Regions from separate parts of the Gossypium hirsutum genome. Here region 1 is linked to region 2. Evidence: chromatin contacts called from public Hi-C data. All regions are on one chromosome and are shown on one strand. Each heading gives the region's core, a stretch centred on a gene start, on an enhancer-like site or on the middle of the called end of the contact. The rest is flanking DNA. Distances are from core to core; before and after follow the strand shown.

Region 1 (4,240 bases), core at 985-3,484, 390 kb after region 2:
CAACCAATTTCTTAATCACATCCTCTCGTTAACAGTCAAACGGGACTTTGAAAATTTTGAATTTTATATATAAATTATTATATATTTGAGATTTGGTGGTCACGTTGTATAACATTCGCCTCTATTGATCAAATTGTATTTTATATAATTCACTTATTAAGTTGTAAAATTATACTTTATATTAACAAAGTATTTTTCAGTTTTTAATTATATAACTTTAATAATAATCAAATATTGTAATGTATGATTAGTCTTGAAAGACTAAACTTAGAGGCCCAATATGAACTTTAAAGTCAAATTTTAGAATTAATTAATTTGGCTCATACCCATACATATTAGGTTAGTAACTTTCTTGTATTTTGATTTCAATATCTTGCTAAAGAAATATCTTCCTTTGGTAAGATGTCGACACTGTTGAGAGAAAAAAAAAAGGAGTTTGATGTCCAGACTGAGAGCACAAAGTAAAAAAAAAAATACAAACTATCTTCCTCTCGACTCCTTACGCAAAAGACCTCTTGATAAATATTTTTACATAAATTACGTTCTTTATTTATTTGACTTATTATTTTTTTCTAATGTGCTGTTATTTAATATAATATTATAATAAGATTTTTCATTTAAATTATGGTCAACAAAAAGATCGAATCTTTTTTCAAAAAAAGAGTGTTAGAAAGCAATAATGATCCATCGGTTCCTCAACCTTCTATTATTAGTGGTATATATGATGCAATGACATCCGTTGAATTTGTTCTCATCTTGTATTTAATGATAGACATGCTTGGAATAACCGATGATCTCTGTCAAGCATTGTAGTATAAATCGCAGGATATACTAAACACGATGTAACTGGTGTCATCAACTAAAACGTTTCTCCAGAAACTCAGAAAACATGGGTGAGATCCTTTGTTTGAGAAAGTGAACTTATTTTGTAAAGATAATGAGATAGAAGTCCCCAAATAAAGTGTTTCTTGTAAAGCTGGTTGAGGTCGGTAGATAACCTAACAATTGAGCATCAATATCGGTTTGATATATTCATTACTGGTATCGATTCATTGTTAACAGAAATGAATTCTCGCTTTAATGATGAGGTAGTTGAGTTACTTGTTATTAGCTTTGCTTTGGGTCCACGCGATAATTACAAAGCTTTTTGTGTGGAAGATATTTGCAAGCTTATGAATGATTTTTATCTGGACAATTTTACGAGCAAGAAAAACTACACATGAAGAGTCAATTGGAACTTTTTCAACTTGATGCTCATCAAAGCACAAAGTTGCAGAAAGCTTCTACAGTTGCTGAGTTGTGTCAAGTGCTAGCTAAGACAAATAAATCAAGAATTTATCCTCTTCTTGATAGAATTATTCATGTTGTGCTAACTCTTCTTGTGTCTACTGCAATGATTAAACGAGCATTTTCAGCCATGAAAATTGTGAATATAAGACTTCGCAACAGAATGGGGGATGATTTTTTTCAACTTACTTGGTGGCATACATTAAAAAAAGATAGCTCGAGAATTTTCAACAGATTCTATTATTGATGAGTTCAATCTTATGAAAAAACGAATGGTGCAATTTAGGATGCCTAGAACTAATGCCAAGTATTAGTTTTTTTTTTGTAAATTGAAAATAAATATTTAATTTTATATAGTGTCTTTTATTTTTTACAATTAAATTGTTCATACCTTTTGAAAAACATTAAATTAATTTGTTTGATAAAAAAATTTTAATTGATACATTTTACATTAAAAAAAAAGTCGTTCGAATTTAAAAATTTCACCCCTTAAAATAAAATTATATGGATCCATCCCTACCCTCAAACCCATTTTTTTCCCAAACTCCCTCAGAAGTTTCTCTCCACAAAATCTTTTTGCAGTTATGGAAAACTGAGTTAGAGAGCGAGCCGTTTGCAATCTTCCCTAGAAGAATTAGGCTTTGGAAATTTATCTTCTATCTCCTTCCCTTTTTGTTTTTTTTTTTATTATCTAATATCAAGTTCAGCATTCCTCCTTTCTTCTATTTCAAAAAGGGATTTAAATTTTCTTGTTTTAATTCTATGATTCTCCACAATCACATGATTATCACTAACCCCATTAGCAACTGAAAAAGGTTTCATCTAAGACTAGAATCAACTACACCAAAATGAGCCTTCCCATTTTTCATTTGGCCATCCAAAGCCAAACCCGTATTCCTTATATCATCCAATGCTTGTAAAGAAACAGAATCACGAACCCCTCCATCATGAAAGCCCATGGCCCCATCCCATACCAATCCAACCCCAAATTCAATTTTTCAATGCCCCATTAACATTATCAAAGTATCCCCTTTGCGAATTAAAGGATTAGAACCTGCTATATCGTCAAAACCAATATCCAACCATTGTACTAACATTCCCCTGCCTCTTTACTACAAGTCTCCACTTCCGAAAAATTATCATTAAAAGCTTCCACTAGAGACTCCTCCTACCGAAGTCGAATAGCCATCGACAGCGGAGAGTGGAAAAGCATCACCATCAATCCATTTCCATTCGAGTTCTGTAGATATCAAATTTTGCCCCGACCCGACCTCATTATCTGGATTTGAATTTTAAAATGGTTGAGGAACTATAGGGTGATTATTTCAATTTTAAATTAAACTGTTATCAATTTAATGTTAAATTTGGAATTAGATTAAAAGCTAAATTAAGATAGAATGTTTATGTATGGTTTCAATTAAACTGAAATCAATTTTAAATTCTTTTTAGTTTAATTTAATTTAAGTTTTGAAATTTTGGCATGAAGTAGGTGAATATTTGAATATCTACTTATGTTGGCTTTTTTTGAAAAAAAATAATAGCATTTTTTTTGTTAAAATTTGTAATGTTAAAAAATATAATTAATAAAATCATTTCTGATTTTCAAAATACTTTATTAGGCATAATTTTGGGAAAATGCCAATTTAAATAATTTTCAAAAGCACAGTCTATTTTTCTTCTCAAAGTCCAAATTAATTTGTTTCTCAAAGCCCAGTCTAATTTGGTTTAAAACAATCTTTTAAAACCCAAATTTATTTTCAAATTAAATTCAAACCCAGATTTGTTTCAATTTTAATATGATTAAATCTGTTTTGAGTCCATTTTTGGAAATTCCCAAAAGTCCATTTCTATTTCAAGATTGCAGTTAGAGTCTAGAACCCTAAAAATTTTGTGCTGTGAGGAATGGCAAACCTCTCTCAGCCAATCAGAATCAACAGTACAGCAAATAATACTTGCAGTAAAAGTGATTCAAAATGAAAACAACACGTTTTGAAATGATTTTTAGGGTCAAAACACAAGTTTACAAATGAATCAAAAACATGATTAAAATAATACAGATTAAAAGAACAATATAAAAGATCAATGTCAGTCAAAGTTTAAAAAAGAGAAAAACCCTAAAAAGAAAATAAAAAAAACGGCATGGCCTTTTCATCTAATCGAAGGTAAACCCTTGGTTTTCCTTCTTTTATTTTACTATTTTCTAGGTTGCATGCATGAATAAGGGGGAGGGGGAGGCTCCAATGAATGTGGCGTTACCAGGTAGCCCCGTTCCCCAGAAACACTAAAAAAAAAAGAGTTCGATGAAACAACATCATCGGTTCGTTAAGGCTCAACATAATGTTACTGAGTATCACAACATGCTTATATTTTCATTAAAGGCTTTCGCTTTTCCTGTTAGTTAAGGCTTAACATAACGTTACTATCTTGTTTACCAAATGTTTAACAATTGCATACCATCATACAATTTCTTGTTCAGTAGCTTCACTTTTAGAGCATAACACTTTTTTGTCCACTTTTTAACATAAAAAAATTCATTAATATTTTTATTACCACCATTTTATACACTTCACCCTTAATAAATCCTAGCAAAAAAACAAAAAGTCCGATACTCAAACCCCTTGAAATACCACGCAAAGAGTCCTACCATAAGAAGACTAGAAATGAATCCATAATGCACACAAGTGCTTTGCTTATGACATCAGGCACGCTTTCTATGCACATCTTCTAATACACATGCACATTCATCCTCTATTAACATGTCAATTGTATCTTAATTATTCTACTAAATCTATTAAGGTCTTCCACTTTATTAACACTTCCAAAAGAAATTCACATTTTCACTTATCAAATAGGTGAATTAAATCAACAATTCACTTTCATATGTATATATATATACATATAATCAATAATCATAAACACATTTATTATTTTACAACAATTTGAATATATCACT
Region 2 (4,243 bases), core at 285-2,784:
TAAAACCAAAGTATTTTCCAAAAGTTGATTTTTTAAATTCACAATTGGGGAATAACATTTCGTATACTTGGAAAAGTATTTGGGCTACTAAGGGTGTCTTAGCTGAGGGATTATGTTGGAGGGTGGGTAAAGGCACAAATATTTCGATCAATCGTGATTATTGGATTCTAGTTTTACCATGTGATAGATTACCAGTTTTAAATACGAATTTGAATGATAGTAATATTGCGGAATTAATTGATTCAAGCAGTAGAACATGGAAACAGGAGTTGATAGAGTATACCTTTCCGGAGGATGTAGCCGAGATGATTCTCAGTATCCCGCTAGCTGAAAGACCACATAAAGATTTCCAAGTATGGAGTGTTGAAGCGTCGGGTGAGTTCACAGAATGTAGCGCCTATAAACTATTACAAAGTACTGCAAATGATCCTAGAGCTTATGCTTTACAAGCTGACTATAAGGACTTCTACAGGAAATTATGGCTACTTAATCTACCTTCAAAAATAAAAATTACAGTTTGGAAGATCTCTTGGAATTTCCTAGCTACTCACGTTAATATGCTACTTAGACGACTAACGAATACATCAATGTGTCCTCGTTGTGGCTCTGGATCTGAATCTATGGAACATCTTTTTCGAGAATGCCCTGTTACAATATCAGTGTGGAGAGAGTTATCATTTCATAAATATGTGCAGGAAAACCAGATGGGGTTTCTACAGTGGTTAACTTGGGTTTTTACACAAAGCTCGGCATCCCAGCGTCGGATCTTCTGTGTTGCAGTATGGGCCATTTGGGGAGATAGGAATAACAGACTGCATAACAAAGGGAGTAAATCTTGAGAAAAATAGGGAGATTTGTTAATAGCTACATTTTAGAGTTACATTCAGTTGGTAAAAATAGTCGACAAACTTCCATAACTGTTAAAAAATGGAAAAAACCAATGGACAGTTTTGTCAAAATCAATTTTGATGCAGCATATGAAAGAGGACAAAATAAAGCGGCTATCGGAGTTGTGGCCAGAGATAAAGAGGGTTCAGTTCTCTTATCTTGTTCGGAGGTTCATCAAAGGGTTTCCTCAGCCTTTGGAGCGGAAGCAATCGCGTGTCTGAAAGCTCTCCAGATCGGAGTTCACATGCAGTGGGAAAGAGTTATTATTGAAGGAGACTCTTTATCAATAATAAAGAAATGCAAAACAACAAGCCCAGATAAATCACTGGTTAGTGCGCTTATTCATGACATCCATAAGCTTTTGTTATATTTTAAGGAATGTAAGTTCGAGTATATCCCATGATCAACAAATAGCCTCGCGCATATTTTAGCAACTGAAGCGATTAAGAGTAACAGAGGAGATTACCTGGTCGGACGAGTCCCTGGAGTTGCAGAATTTCAAGCAGAAAACAAAAGGGTGAGAGAACCAGATTGAAGCAAGAAAAAGGAGAGATGGAGGAAATGAATCGGAGAAGGGCAGATATGAAAGTGACTATACAAAGCTCTCGCGTGATTCAAAACATCTTGAAGAACTAAAGAAGTTGAAGTGACAAGACGTGTATTGACTTTTGAGACTGATTGGGCAGATGGAACGGCTAAATTAATGTGCTGCAGATATTGTTTCCTTTTTTCATTTTCTAGGTGATTAGGTTTCCTTTTAGTTTGTTTTGTTTTTCCTTTCGTTGGGCCTAGTCTGGTTACTGGGCTTGCCCTATTTATTTTTCTAGGACTATTTGTGTAATTAATAGTTTAAATAAAGCAAAATCTGTGATTTATTTCAAAAAAAAGAACCCCATTCATATCCTTACTCAAACCTTATAAAGTAATAAATAATTCTATCTCCACCAAAGTTTTAAACACTAAAGTAGAATTTCCTTTTGTAGAAAAACCAAAAATAAGAAATCTCAACTTATTAAATCTTTATCCATCCATAATGGGCAAATTAATAATTTAATTAATCATAAACAGAAGCAAATCTCTTTTCTAAAAGAAGAAATATGTTTTAAAAAATTGACTGAACAATTAGGAAAAAGAGAAGTACAAAAAAGGATAAATCAAATCAAAGAAGAAATAGAATCAACAATTTGTTCTGACATTCCTAATGCCTTTAGGAATAGGAAAAAACACGAAGTAACATTACCATATGAAAAAAATTTTGATGAAAGGCAAATACCCAGAACAGCAAGACCCATAAAAATGAACAAAGAAATGGAAGAATTTTGTAAAAAAGAAATATAAGACCTTCTTAATAAAAATTTAATTAGGAAAAGTAGTTCTCTTTAGAGTTGTTCAGCATTCTATGTAATAAAAAATGCAGAACTCGAAAGAGGAACGCCAAGATTAGTAATTAATTACAAACCTCTCAATCAAGCCTTAAAATGAATTAGATACCCAATACCAAATAAGAAAGATTTGCTACAGAAACTTTGTAATACAAATATTTTCTCAAAATTTAACATGAAATTTGGATTTCGCAAATCCAAATAAAAGAATAAGAAAGATATAAAATGACATTTACTGTACCATTTGGACAGTATGAATGGAACGTAATGCCTTTTGGGTTAAAAAATGCTCCATCTGAGTTTCAAATAATAATGAATGATATTTTTTACCAATATTCTCAATTCACAATAGTATACATTGATGATGTATTAGTATTTTCAGAAAATTTAGAAAAACACTTCAAACATTTATCGATCTTTATAAAAGTCATAAAAAATAATGGTTTAGTAGTTTCTAAATCCAAGATAAGTTTGTTCCAAAACAAAGTAAGGTTTTTAGGTTATTACATTACCCAAGGAACCATTCCCCTAATAGAACGGTCTATAGAGTTTGCTAGCAAATCCCCAGACCAAATCCTTGATAAAGTCCAATTACAAAGATTCTTAGGAAGCCTCAATTATTCATAGACTTTTATCCAGGTCTTAGCAAATTATGTAAACCATTATATGATAGGCTCAAAAAGAATCCACAACCTTGGACAAATAACCACACCAATATTATCACCTAAATCAAAAAAACAAATCACTAAGCTTCCTTGTTTATATTTAGCCGATCCAAATGCCCCTAAGATTGCAGAAACAGATGCTTTTGAAATAGGATACGGTGGGATTCGAAAACAAGTTAATGGAGGAAAAGAGCAAATAGTCCGGTTTACTTAAAGACACTGGAATCCTACTCAGCAAAATTATAGTACTATTAAAAAAAATTATCAATTTTTTTGTGCATTACAAAATTCCAAAGAGATTTTTTAAATCAAAAATTTCTTTTACGAATCGATTGCAAATTAGAAAAAGAAGTATTATAAAAATATGTTCAAAATATTGTCTCATAACAGATTTTTGCAAGACGGTAGGCAATTTTGAGCATATTTGATTTTGATATTGAATACATCAAATGAGAAACTAATTCTTTGCCTAATTTTCTCACCAGAGAGTTTCTTCAAAAATGCCACCCAAACTCTAAGACAAAGGAAAAGGGAAAATAGGAGTCATCCAAAACCCAAATTTCCTCAAAACCAATTAAGTCATGGTATGAAATTTGCCATGAAGAAGAAAATAAGAAGTCATCATCATCATCAAAATCCTCCAAAAATACAATAATTCAAAATGCACAAGATCCAAATGAAATTGGTTCTCAAATCAACAAATGGATTGAGTCCCTTTCTCAATCCCCAGAAGTAGCATTGGCCTTTTCACAAGTGAAAGTGGAAACTCCTCTCAAACAAATTGCTGCTGAAGCAGCAAAGATTTCAAAAAATAAAGAGATTGTTTTACACAAACCAAAATCTCTCAAAAATGTTTTAAAAGAGGCTTCTCTCCAAGATGTTTTTCCAAAAGAGATAGCAGTGTCTTCACAGGCTGCTACACAAAAATCTTCACAATATCTTTCAAAAAAATATTTTGAAAAAATTCTTGTTATAGAGGAAGAATTTTTAGAAAAACCTCAACATATACTTGCAAAAGAACTTTTCAATGGATGGCATTTCAAACCATTGGATTCTCAAAAACCCAAACAGTATTATGAAATCATACTGGTTCAAACTGGATTAGTATTGTTCAAACATTACACAAACCCAAAAGATTCAAATTTTATTACACATTCAACAGCCGAAATACTAAAAATTCTTCGACCAAGAGATTGGAGTGAAAACTCAAATTCTCCAAAGAAATTCCCAGCCAAATTTACCACCAAAATAGACCACTACCCATATTTACATATTGGGATTACCAAATGGCATGGTACAATGCTTTCT

What was found. A called contact is a pair of places that touch in the nucleus more often than the background predicts.
Region 1: a Hi-C map of leaf shows a contact between it and region 2, with 4 times the contacts expected there. The contact joins two enhancer-like sites. A contact is called at or near these places in 2 of 34 Hi-C or Micro-C datasets (both in leaf).

The regions. Positions count from the first base shown.
Region 1 is chrD01:51,951,692-51,955,931 of Gossypium_hirsutum_v2.1, forward strand. No RefSeq gene overlaps it. Among protein-coding and RNA genes, the nearest start is that of LOC107921263, 9.0 kb to the right of the region's middle. Within about 2 kb of position 2,235, at least 3 of the 9 cell types and tissues checked have an H3K27ac peak or open chromatin away from gene starts, as enhancers often do. A contact at or near this core is called in leaf, where this site is marked.
Region 2 is chrD01:51,562,882-51,567,124 of Gossypium_hirsutum_v2.1, forward strand. No RefSeq gene overlaps it. Among protein-coding and RNA genes, the nearest start is that of LOC121214262, 8.1 kb to the left of the region's middle. Within about 2 kb of position 1,535, at least 8 of the 9 cell types and tissues checked have an H3K27ac peak or open chromatin away from gene starts, as enhancers often do. A contact at or near this core is called in leaf, where this site is marked.